Regions from separate parts of the Danio rerio genome. Here region 2 is linked to region 1. The links are chromatin contacts, called in public HiCAR-type maps. All regions are on one chromosome and are shown on one strand. The core of a region is the stretch at or near the end of the contact, and the rest is flanking DNA. Distances in the headings are between cores, read along the strand shown. Region 1 holds the start of edn1 (endothelin 1). Region 2 has its middle 37 kb from the start of hivep1.

Region 1 (5,956 bases), core at 2,387-4,886:
TTTAACGGAGAGCAAATTTTTTTCAGCACATTTCTAATCATAATAGTTTTAATAACTCATCTTTAATAACGGATTTATTTTATCTTTGTTATGATGACAGTAAATAATATTTGACTAGATACTTTTCAAGACACTTCTATACAGCTTAAAGTGACATTTAAAGGCTTAACTAGGTTAATTAGGTTAACTAGGCAGATTAGGGTAATTAGGCAAGTTATTGTATAATGATGGTTTGTTCTGTAGACTAGCAAAGTAAAAATAGCTTAAAGGGGCTAATAAATTTAAACTTAAAATGGGTTTTAAAAAATAAAAACTGCTTTTATTTTAGCCGAAATAAAACAAATAAGACTTTCTCCAGAGGAAAAAATATTATCAGACACACTGTGAAAAATTCCCTGCTCTGTTAAACATCATTTGGGAAATATGTACAAATAAATAAATAAATAAATCAAAGGGGGGCTAATAATTCTGACTTCAATTGTATAAACACATACACAGACACAAAAAATTTATCTTATCTATTCACACAGCATCATATTACCGTAATTTTACAAGAAAGATCTGGGTGTGCTCATGTATGCTGGAAACTGTATGTACAGTATGTGTGTCTGTGTCACACAACACACATACAGCACATGCACAATCAAGCATGAAATGATTCATACCTCTGGCAAAAAACTGGAATAAATGTAAATAAAAGCTTACAAATATTTCAATGCAATAATGTATACAATAATGCCTCTAGTACATCGTTGTATTTTATTTTTGGGAGAAACCTCAGTACTTTCTGCTCAAATAAAGTAGCTTTTTCTAGACAAGCGAAACACATTGTCTATTTTAAGAAACATTTTCTTAAAATGAAGTAAGTTCTTCCTTAAAACAAGCAAAATAATCTTATGTTAAAAGGAAAAAACAGATTATTTTGCTTATTTTAAGGGAAAATTCATTTAATTTTGACAGATTGTTTCCTATGTCCTTGCTGGTTGTACAAAAGTAACTTTAAGTCATAGGAATGACTAATGTCCACCTTATAGTGGGTGACGTCTTTATAAAACGATTTACTTTCAAGCTTAATCTGCTTATATCTGAAAATGAATGATAGGCTGTCACATCAGCTGAGACATTAATCTTACTGAGGCTTGTAATTAAGGCACCCAATTATTTCTGAAATGATTGTGCGCATGTGAGCTTTCTTCTTTATTTATTTCCCCCCTCCACTGTCTCTGTGGTTTGTCTCACCTTCTAATCTTTGTCTGTGTTTCTGCCAGCGTGTGTTTGCATTGCTTCCCAGCACAATCGTGGCCCTGGGCGGCGCGGATCGCCCTGTCTGACGCTGCTTTAAACCTGAAAAAGAAAGTTCAGATCAGGCATGAGCAGTCAATTCCTCAACAAGCTTGATGAAAGTCCACAAATAGATGTGAAACCTGTTTCTGCAAGTTCCTCAAGTCATGCAATGACAGCTATTATGCCTGAACAATATTACTGCGACATACAGTGTATGCTCACACTGCATGCAGCATTTTTGTCTTGTTTCTAGCCCAAATTTCTTAAATCAAGATGCTTTTTTTCGACAAGCAAAACAATTAGTCTTGTTTTTAGAAACAATATGCCAAAATTAAGTACGTTTTCCCTTTAAACAAATAAAATAATCTAGTTTTTCCTTTTGACGTAAGATTATTTGGCTTGTTTTAAGGAAAAACTCACTTTATTTTTAGATACTATTTCCTAAAACGAGACAATATGTTATGCTTGTCTAGAAAAAGCTTCTTGATTTAATAGTTTTTAGACATTTGGACTAGAAACAAGACCAATAATCGAAGTAAGTGTATCCTCGAGAATATCCAAACACTGAGCTGCTCTACTCTTAACAAGCAAGCCTTGTGTCCTTGAAAGTGGACTCAAGATCAAAACTATCTGCTTGTAAGTATGATGAGGCGTACTCACTGTAACGCACTGTCCGCTTGGCAGAATGAAGAGCATGTTTTGTCTTGACTATCTGCACATTTGCAGCGTGACTCGAGCACAACAGGTTCTGTGACCGAGCGCTTCTTGCGTGGAGCGTTTCCAAGTCCATATGACACCGTTCGCCTGGAGGAAAGAAAAAATGATTAGAAAACAATGTTAGTCATGCTAAAAAAAAAATAGCATGATGGACAGATCAATCTCTAACGATTTACAGTTCATAACTGATGGTATTTGCATGCATTTTTGATATATAATGTCTGTTCTGACTTACTCTGGTGTGTTCACCCATATTATGTCCAGGTGGCAAAAGTAGACGCACTCTTTATCCAGAAAACTTGCGCAGGAGCATCTCTTATTCCTGGAGTGACGTGCTGGTGCTGTGCCTGGACCCAAAGATGCTGGAGCACCTAATTAATCATAAAGGTACATTCAATTTATTAGCTTTTCTACATATTAAAAACACTTTGCATGATTGACTAGAGATGATTGAATTTGTCGCGCTTAATTAAAAATGACATTGATGCACAATTCATAGTCTAAAAGAATAGTAAAGGTTTATCTTCAATGTGTTTGGAGCTTGTTTTTATAAAGAGCTTACTGAGATATTACACTTTTTATGTTTGTATCTTGACATATTGCAGTTTTTAAGACTTATGTAGACTTTAAAACTAATTATGAGGCTGTTTAAACCATATTACCACAATATATAGATACATATTATAGATTTACATAGATATTAAGTATTGAGGAAACTATTTATAAAGCTGTTTATATCATATAACCACAATATATAGATACATAATAAAGATATGGAGTGTTAAGGAAACTTTATAAAGCTGTTTAAATTGTATTTCCACAATATATAGATAAATAATATATATTTATATAGATTTAGAGTATTGTGGAAACTATTTATAAGGCTGTTTAAATCATATTACCACAATATATAGATACATAATATAGATTTATATAGATGTAGAGTATTAAGGAATCTATTTATAAAGCTGTTTAAACCAGATTACCACAATATATAGATTTATATAGATAAAGTTTAGAGGAAACTATTTATAAAGCTGTGTAAATCATATTACCACAATAAATATGTATATATATATATATATATATATATATATATATATATATATATATATATATATATATATATATATATATATTTATATATATATATATCAATAAAATAGGTTTATATAACTATAGAGTACTGAAGAAAAGATTTATAAAGCTGTTTAAACTATGTAACCATAATATACAGATCAATAATATAGCTTTATATAGATGTTGAGTATTGAGGAAACTATTTATAAAGCTGTTTAAACCTGGTTACCATAATATATAGATCAATAATATAGATTTATATAGATATAGAGCATTTGGGAAACTATTTATAAAGCTGTTTAAATCAAATTACTACTGAAAGGAAACTATTTATAAAGCTATTTAAATATTATCACAATATATAAATGTGTATATATATATATATATATATATATATATATATTTTTTAAATACATACCAAAGTCAAAAAATCCAGATGTCAGCATGGTCAGAACTGGGAAAATAATCCTCAAATGCATTGTTTTGTAGTATGCAAGTCCCGTATTCCAGTAGTAGTCCAGTAAAACAGCTGAAGAGTTTTGCTCTAATAAGCTGCAGTGTTTATTGTGGAGTCTCGAGCTCAGTCTTGTGCAGGAGCACTTATATACGCGCGCTCACGCCTCCCGCCCGCGCGAAAACAATACTGTTTGTTAATAGTCAGCTACAGGCAGCGTGTGGAGCGAGATAAGAAGTTTTTGTATTCCTGAGATTCCAGCGGGATGGAGACGCCGGGCGGCCGTTTGGTGCCAAGTTTTTACGGTTTGTAAGGTGTCTTCAAGTGGTACAGTTTTCATACAGGACGACAGAGGGCGCGAGAGTAGCGCGGACAGACAGAAACAAGGACTTCGAGACTCCCAACGACGATTGCAACATATCAGGATTAATGTGAGTAATACATGTAACGAGTATCATAAAAGTGTATTGGCTATATATAAAATAATGACATGAAAACAAAACCTATTCACTTGAAGGTTAAATATACAGTTGAGGTCTGAATTATTAGCCCCCCTGTATTTCCCCCCAATTTCTGTTCAACGGAAAGACATGTCTAAACATAATAGTTTTAATAACTCATTTCTAAAAATTTTTTATTATATATTTGCCATGATGACAGTAAATAATATTTTACTACGTATTTTTCATGCTAGTATTCCGCTTTTGACGGCTTAACTAGGTTAAGGGTCAGGCTAGTTAAACACCATGTGAGTGAGTGAAAACCTCCACAGATATTCTGACTCTGATTGGGTGTCATTTTTTCTCTCTCTCTCTCTCTCTTGAGTACATACTATTTGACTAGATATTTTTCAAGATACTAGTATGCTTAAAGTGACATTTAAAGACGTATCTAGGTTAAATAGATAAGTTAGGGTAATTAGGCAAGTCATTGTAGTTTGTTCTGTAGATCGGAAAGAGGGCTGACTTGCTTAAGAGGGCTAATAATATTGACCTAAAATATTTTTTAAAAGTGCTTTCATTCTGACCAAAATAAAACACAATAGACTTTCTCCAGAAGAAGAAGAAGAAAAAAAAAGGAAATAATGTGAAAAATGTCTTGCTGTGTTAAACATCATGGGGACAAAAAAAAAAAAAAATCACAGGAGGGCTGATAATTTTAACTATATATGCTCCTCTTTTAACATTTATGCATAATATTTGTATATAGTTTGTATGCGTATAGTTGTATACACACACACACACACACACACATATATATATATATATATATATATATATATATATATATATATATATATATATGTATGTATGTATGTATGTATGTATGTGTATATAGATATGTGTGTGTGTGTGTGTGTGCTTTCTAACTGCTTTCTAATTGTATGTAGTTTCGAATTAAATTATTAATCTAGTCATTATTGCTTTTATTACTATTACCATTAATAATAATAATAGTAACAACAATATTAATTAATAATAAAGTGATCTCTGAAGACTGGAGAAATGAAGCTGAAAATTCATCTTTGAAATGACTGGAATAATTTATTAAAATAGTTATTTTATAGTGCAATAACATTTCACAATTGTACAATTTGTTCTGTATTTTTAAAGAAATAAATGCAACCTTGGTATGCAGGAGAAGCTTATTTTAAAACATTAAAAAATCCCACTGACCCCAAATATATATATATATATATATATATATATATATATATATATATATATATATATAAAATCGTAATGTTTATATATGTATTTATAAAAATGTCTTATAAAGTATCATAAAAAGTGTAGGCTACAAATTATTATTTTTTAATTAAAGTGAAAACAAAATGTCTTAAGTCGTTCAATACAGGTTAATGTAAAGTTCTTTGGACAGTTTTTTTCTATCAGGTAGCTAAAGCAGGGTCCTGTGTTTAGGTTCAGTAATTAGAGAGTTATTGAAATGCCTTATTTTTGTGCCATTTAACCTAAAGATGGGGACTCTAATAAAGGCATTCATTAATAAAAGTCCTTTGAATTTATATGAAAAATATAAATGAAAACATTTGGAAAAATAAGGGTTTTGTGATGTTTTGAAATAAACATTACCTGGTAACATTACATACATACAGAAAAAACACTCATCTACAAACTATAAACACCATCTGTTGATTTGATAATCGAGATTTTTATCAGAAAATTTAGCTCCTGGTAAATTTCTGCCGGGACTTTTTTTTTTTTTTTTACAGTAAAGAAACATGCTTTTTTTTTGTGGAGATCTTGATACGATGAAAAATGGTTTTTAAATGTTAAACTTTAATACAACTTCATTTTCATCTAAGTATTTTGAAAATACTTTATTATTATTTTTTTCAATTACTGAATACCAATAATAGCTGATCATAATAGATCAGTTCTGATGATCCATGTAATTTTG
Region 2 (5,956 bases), core at 1,741-4,240, 140 kb after region 1:
ACCCACTGTTCAATTCCTAAAATTCCAGGAGGGCCGAAGGAAACGTCTTTTCTGAAGTGGATCACATTACAGCCATTTCCTGCACAGTTCCCAACATTTCCGGGTCAAACGCATTGAAAATAAAGAGTCGTCCAGCTCATACGAGGAGATCAGACCAGGAACAAAACAGGATATTGATGACAAACTGCTTTCCTATGATAGTGAATGATGATAGTGTATGTGTGACAAATGAACTTCCAATCCACTTCATCTGACCAGAAAAACACAGCGAAGCACGACAGCACAGTCAGAGGAAACAAACATCAAATAGAGCTCTCGAGCAGCTTTCAGTGAGTTTGGATTGAGGTCAAACAGAAGTTACTGCTAAGGCACGTCATGATTTGGCCCAGTACGATGCCGTGCTGGATTAACATTTATGTTGATTGGAAAATGTAATCCATACCTATTCACTTGCCCAAAACTCAACCATAACTTTAGATCATTCCCAAATTCAGAGGGGAATAATAGTTGGATATCAATCATGTAGACGTGCATAAACCTAACCAAAGCCTAAACTTAACATAAACTGCAAACATATGCCCTAATTCTGATTGGCTGATTGGAATGTTGTTCCAGGATCAGCATACACTACAGGAGCATGTCCTGCTTGGTGACATCAGTTTGGCGTCTGCTGAGAGTGTTATTTTAGTATTATTTATACACTGTAAAAAAAAAGTCATCAGTCAATCTAACTTAAAATATTAAACAAAACTTTGTATAACTCAAAACATTTAGTTGCTGCATCAACTGTTTTTTCTTCTTACAGATTTTTACATTTTATTGTAAATTGTAGGGAGACGCAGTGGCGCAGTACAAAGTGCTGTCGCCTCAAAGCAAAAAGCTCGCTGGTTCGAGCCTCGGCTCAGTTGGCGTTTCTGTTTGGAGTTTGCATGTTCTCCCTGCGTTCGCATGGGTTTCCTCTGGGTGCTCCGGTTTCCCCCTCAGTCCAAAGACATGCGGAGCAGGTGAATTGGGTAAGCTAAATTAGTCAGTAGTGTATGAGTGTGTATGGATGTTTCCCAGTGATGGTTTGCAGCTGGAAGTGCATCCGCTGCATAAAAAATATGCTGGATAAGTTGGCGATTCATTCCGCCAGGGTGACCCTTGATTAATTAAGGGACTAATCCGACAAGAAAACAAATGAGTAAATTTAAATTGTGAAATTATTAATGTGCTTTTGGCATTTTATAATTTTTATTAAATATTTTTTATAGTGTTTTAGTAATTTCAGTCCTTCACTGTCTGTGCCGTGGAACATATTGCAGTTATTCTTAAATATATATGTTAAAAATAGTACATTTATTTAAATAGACAATTTATAATTTATGTTAAATAAATGAATAAAGGAAACAACAGTACAATAAAAATCTAACAACTAAAAACTTTCCTACAAGAGTACAATAAATGAAACATTTAAAAATAAATAAAACATTTTCTGCTCTTAAAAATGAATGCATGAATGAATATGTGAAAGAAAAAATATCAATTTAAAGCTCTAATATGTCAAAAATATTATATATAATAACTCCTTACATTCAAATAGTCATTTTCTGGGCACTCAAAGCGCTTTATACATTTTTGAGGGGAATCTCCTCATCCACCAGTGTGCAGCTGACCTAGCATTCCCATATGGTCTCCCATCCGGTTACTGACCGAGAGATACCTACCGGCTATATGGCTATATACAGTTGAAGTCAGAATTATTAGCCCCCCTGATTTATTAGCAACCCTGTTTATTTTTCCCCAATTTCTGTTTAATGGAGGGAAGAATGTTTTAGCACATTTCTAAACATAAGAGTTTTGATAACTTATTCCTAATAACTGGTTTATTTTATCTTTGTTATGATGACAGAAAATAATATTTGACTAGATGTTTTTCAGGACACTTCTATACAGCTAAAAGTGACATTTAAAGGCTTAACTAGGTTAATTAGGTTAACTAGGCAGGTTAGGGTAATTAGGCAAGTTATGGTATAACAATGGGTTGTTCTGTAGACTATCGATAAAAAAATAAAGCTTAAAGGGGGTCATAATATTGTCCTTAAAATGGTGTTTAAAAAAATTAAAAACAGCTTTTATTCTAGCCAAAATAAAACAATTAAGACTTTCTCCAGAAGAAAAAAATATTTTAAGACAAACTGTGAAAATTTCCTTGCTCTGTTAAACATAATTTGGGAAATATTTTAAGAAAGAAAAAAAATCATAACATATTATTTCATATTGTTAAGACATAAACAAAACAAAATTACATTCTAATAATAAATATTCTAATAAATCTAAACATCCTAAAAAAATAACATTTAACAACTCAATTTATCAATTCAATTTATCAAAATTCGATAACCTAGACGAGAAGATATGACAAAAAGTAATGACAACAACTGTTGTTGATCATTTAACTCATCTTAATAAAATTTTTTTGCTATATACAGTTTAACTTAACATTTTAGTCCGTCTGATTGATGAAGTTGGGATAACTAAAACATTAAATTGATTCAACTAAAAAATGTAAGGACATTTTTCCGTAGTGTATGCATTATCAAAGCTTATAATCTACAGTATATGTCAACAATTTGTGTCTGAACTATTTCACGAGGCCACTGAGAGCCATAAATCTCATGCACATTTAAAAAGAGTGTCATCTGTGTATCTGAATATCCCTAAGGGAATTAATATATTTATATGACTGCAGACTCATGGAACAACTTCCTGTAAGAGTGTCCAGACCTACGGCATATCCAGCAAAAGCACTCATACAGCAGACACTGACACCATGTTGACTGAAAGTGTTAAAACACACTGGAGAACTGAAGCACAATGCAAACAATATCCGGGAATAAAAGAACTAAATAACACAAGGACAAAAAAAGCGGAGCGATAATCAGCAGGGGACTGAGACTGATTAAATTCCTCCGCCGTGACTCTATTGTACCGTCATGCTGAACTTCCGCAGCTCTGCTCTTAAAGTAATGCTCATTGTGCGCACTTTAAAAAGCATTCAAACAGGGTACAGGCTTCAACACAGGATACTTTGTTCTGGGCTGCTTCTAGTGGATGTTTTTGATGACTTTGATGTGCTCCGGCAGCCAAAATAGAGAGTGGCGTGACGTGGCTGACAAACTGCACAATTGTTGGAGATTTCGCAGGCGTTTTGTTCCATGTTCTTGTTCTGGAAATGGTCTGGAAACACTCATGATTGTTTGCAGTTATCAGCTAAATTCATTTATCACTGGCTCTGTTTCAAAACCCAGTGAGTACACTATATAGTGAAGGATGTACTGCATTTAAGGACATATAGGAGAATTGCACAGTTCCAATACATTTAGTTAATGACTGTTATTGTTGTCTGGGCTCACAATTTATACTCTCACAAATAAAGGTAGAGCTGTCACTGTGGTGGTACTTTTACAACAGGTGCACTTTTTAGGTTCTAATAGTCACACTTAAGGTATTCGTTTGTATTTTTAATGAATTGATTTGACCAACGGAGGTTGGGTTCAGGGTTAAGATTTGGCCGATGAGCTTTGGGTTTAGGGGTTAGAGTAAGGCAAATGAAGGTTGGGTTTAGAGGCTAGGGGTTAAGATTTTCCAATAAAGTTTGGGTTTAGGGGTTAGGATTTGACCAATGAAAGTTGGGTTTAGTGATTAGGATTTAGCCAATGCAGGTTGGGTTTAGGGGTTAGGATTTAGCCAATGAAGGTTGGGTTTAGGGGTTAGGATTTAGCCAATAAGGGTTGGGTTTAGGGGTTAGGATTTAGCCAATGAAGGTTGGGTTTAGGGGTTAAGATTAAGCCAATGAAGGTTGGGTTTAGGGGTTAAGATTAAGCCAATGAAGTTTGGGTTTAGGGGTTAGGATTTAGCCAATGAAGGTTGGGTTTAGGGGTTAGGATTTAGCCAATGAAGGTTGGGTTTAGGGGTTAGGATTTAGCCAATGAAGGTTGGGTTTAGGGGTTAGGATTTAGCCAATGAAGGTTGGGTTTAGTGGTTAGGATTAAGCCAATAAAGGTTAGGTTTAGGGGTTAGGATTTAGCCAATGAAGGTTGGGTTTAGTGGTTAGGATTAAGCCAATGAAGGTTGGGTTTAGGGGTTAGGATTTAGCCAACAAAGGTCGGCATTAGAAGTTAGGGTTAGGATTTGACCAATGAAGGTTAGGTTTAGGGGTTAGGGTTAAGAGTTGGCCAATTACGTTTGGGTTTAGGGGTTAGGGTTTGGCAAATGAAGGTTGGGTTTGGAAGATAGGTTAGGATGAGGATTAGAAGTTAGGGTTAGGATTTGACCAATGAAGGTTGGGTTTAGGGCTTAGGATTTGGCCAATGAAGGTTGTGTTTAGTGATTAGAGTTAGGATTTTGCCAATCGAGGTTGGATTAGGGTTAAAATTTGATCAATAAAGTTTGGATTTAGGGGTTGGGTTAGGGTATGGCCAATGAAGGCTGGGTTTAGGGGTTAGGATTTGGCCAATGAAGGTTGAGTTTAGGGGTTAGGTTTAGTCTTTTACCAATGAAGGCTGGGTTTAGGGGTTAGGATTTGGCCAATAAAGGTTGAGTTTAGGGGTTTGGTTTAGTCTTTTACCAATGTAGGTTGGGTTTAGGGGTTAGGGTTAGGATTTGACCAGTGGAAGTTGGGTTTAGGGTTAGGATTTGAACAATGGAGGTTGGGTTTAGGGGTTAGGGTTAGGATTTGACCAATGGAGGTTGGGTTTAGGGATTAGGGTTAGGATTTGACCAATGTAGGTTGGGTTTAGGGATTAGGATTTGACCAATGGAGGTTGGGTTTAGGGGTTAGGGTTAGGATTTGACCAATGGAGGTTGGGTTTAGGGGTTAGGGTTAGGATTTGACCAATGGAGGTTGGGTTTAGGGATTAGGGTTAGGATTTGACCAATGGAGGTTGGGTTTAGGGATTATTGTTAGGATTTGACCAATGGAGGATGGGTTTAGGGGTTAGGTAGGGTTTAGGGGTTAGGATTTGACCAATGGAGGTTGGGTTTAGGGGTTAGGGTTAGGATTTGACCAATGGAGGTTGGTTTTAGGGGTTAGGATTTGACCAATTAAGGTTGGGTGTAGGGGTGGGTTTTGAGGGCTCCCCTCCTTTTAAAATTTGTAAATTTTTTATATGCATGAATCATTTAAAATCGTAGCAATTAGCCACTTTTCTGATATTACTCAAAATTGTTGCATTTCCTTGCGAGATCAAGCTGGTATTTTCCTGCAGTGCATATCAGCTCTCTGAACAATTAAAATTAAATGCATAAATCTTAAATAGAAGGCTACTTTTTTCTCTTCATTTTTTGTTTATGTACATGCAGTGTGTTCCAATTACTGCCTTCTAAATTATCCACTTGTTTGAACAGTGAAGGAGCAGACAGTTCTGGAACAGAGCCAGAATCAACCATGTGGCACAACCTCACTTCCTGTATCCTCTGGCTGCATGTGTTCATCTGCTTCATGCCCATTTTTAAGTATTTCAACCATATTTAGTACTAAAAGAATGGCTCCGAAAATAGTGTACTGGCGCCCCGTGAGTGTCTCCAGGAGGGTGTTTCCCGTCGGCAGGTGGCGAGGGTGTCTGAATCTGCACGTCCACTGCAGTGTGCCCCCTCACAGCACAGCCTGAAGGAGATAAAAGCCTCTGTATGGAGAACAAATGAACCTTAAAGCAATAAATGCACTTTATATTTCTGCAGCCAGTGACTTATAAAAGGCCAAGGAGTCGGTCTGACCTCTATTGTGATCTTACAATAATTGACATTGTACTGTTCAGCACAAACCAGCCAAAAAGATAAAATGCCAGCCAAGACTGTAAGAAAACCAGACAGTGTCCAGACATCGAGTCGAGATTTGATGACAGTCTATCAAAACACACTAAAATAAATAGGTTTTTTAATGAGAGAAAGCCAACTGGGTTTTACTCCTTTTCAG

Evidence for each region. HiCAR-type assays count read pairs that join an accessible place to other places.
Region 2: a contact with region 1 is called in a HiCAR-type map of caudal fin, with 8 times the contacts expected there. The contact joins the enhancer-like site here to the promoter of edn1 in region 1. A contact is called at or near these places in 5 of 18 Hi-C or Micro-C datasets (caudal fin, embryo and skeletal muscle) and 1 of 4 datasets of contacts at active chromatin or transcription factors (caudal fin).

The regions. Positions count from the first base shown.
Region 1 is chr19:3,794,146-3,800,101 of GRCz12tu, forward strand. edn1 (endothelin 1) reads right to left here and starts at 3,637. Exons shown (of 5, transcript NM_131519.1): 1 at 3,500-3,637; 2 at 2,237-2,372; 3 at 1,945-2,088; 4 at 1,240-1,344. The coding sequence starts at 3,560.
Region 2 is chr19:3,938,586-3,944,541 of GRCz12tu, forward strand. No RefSeq gene overlaps it. Among named protein-coding and RNA genes, the nearest start is that of hivep1, 37 kb to the left of the region's middle. Within about 2 kb of position 2,991, at least 6 of the 62 cell types and tissues checked have an H3K27ac peak or open chromatin away from gene starts, as enhancers often do.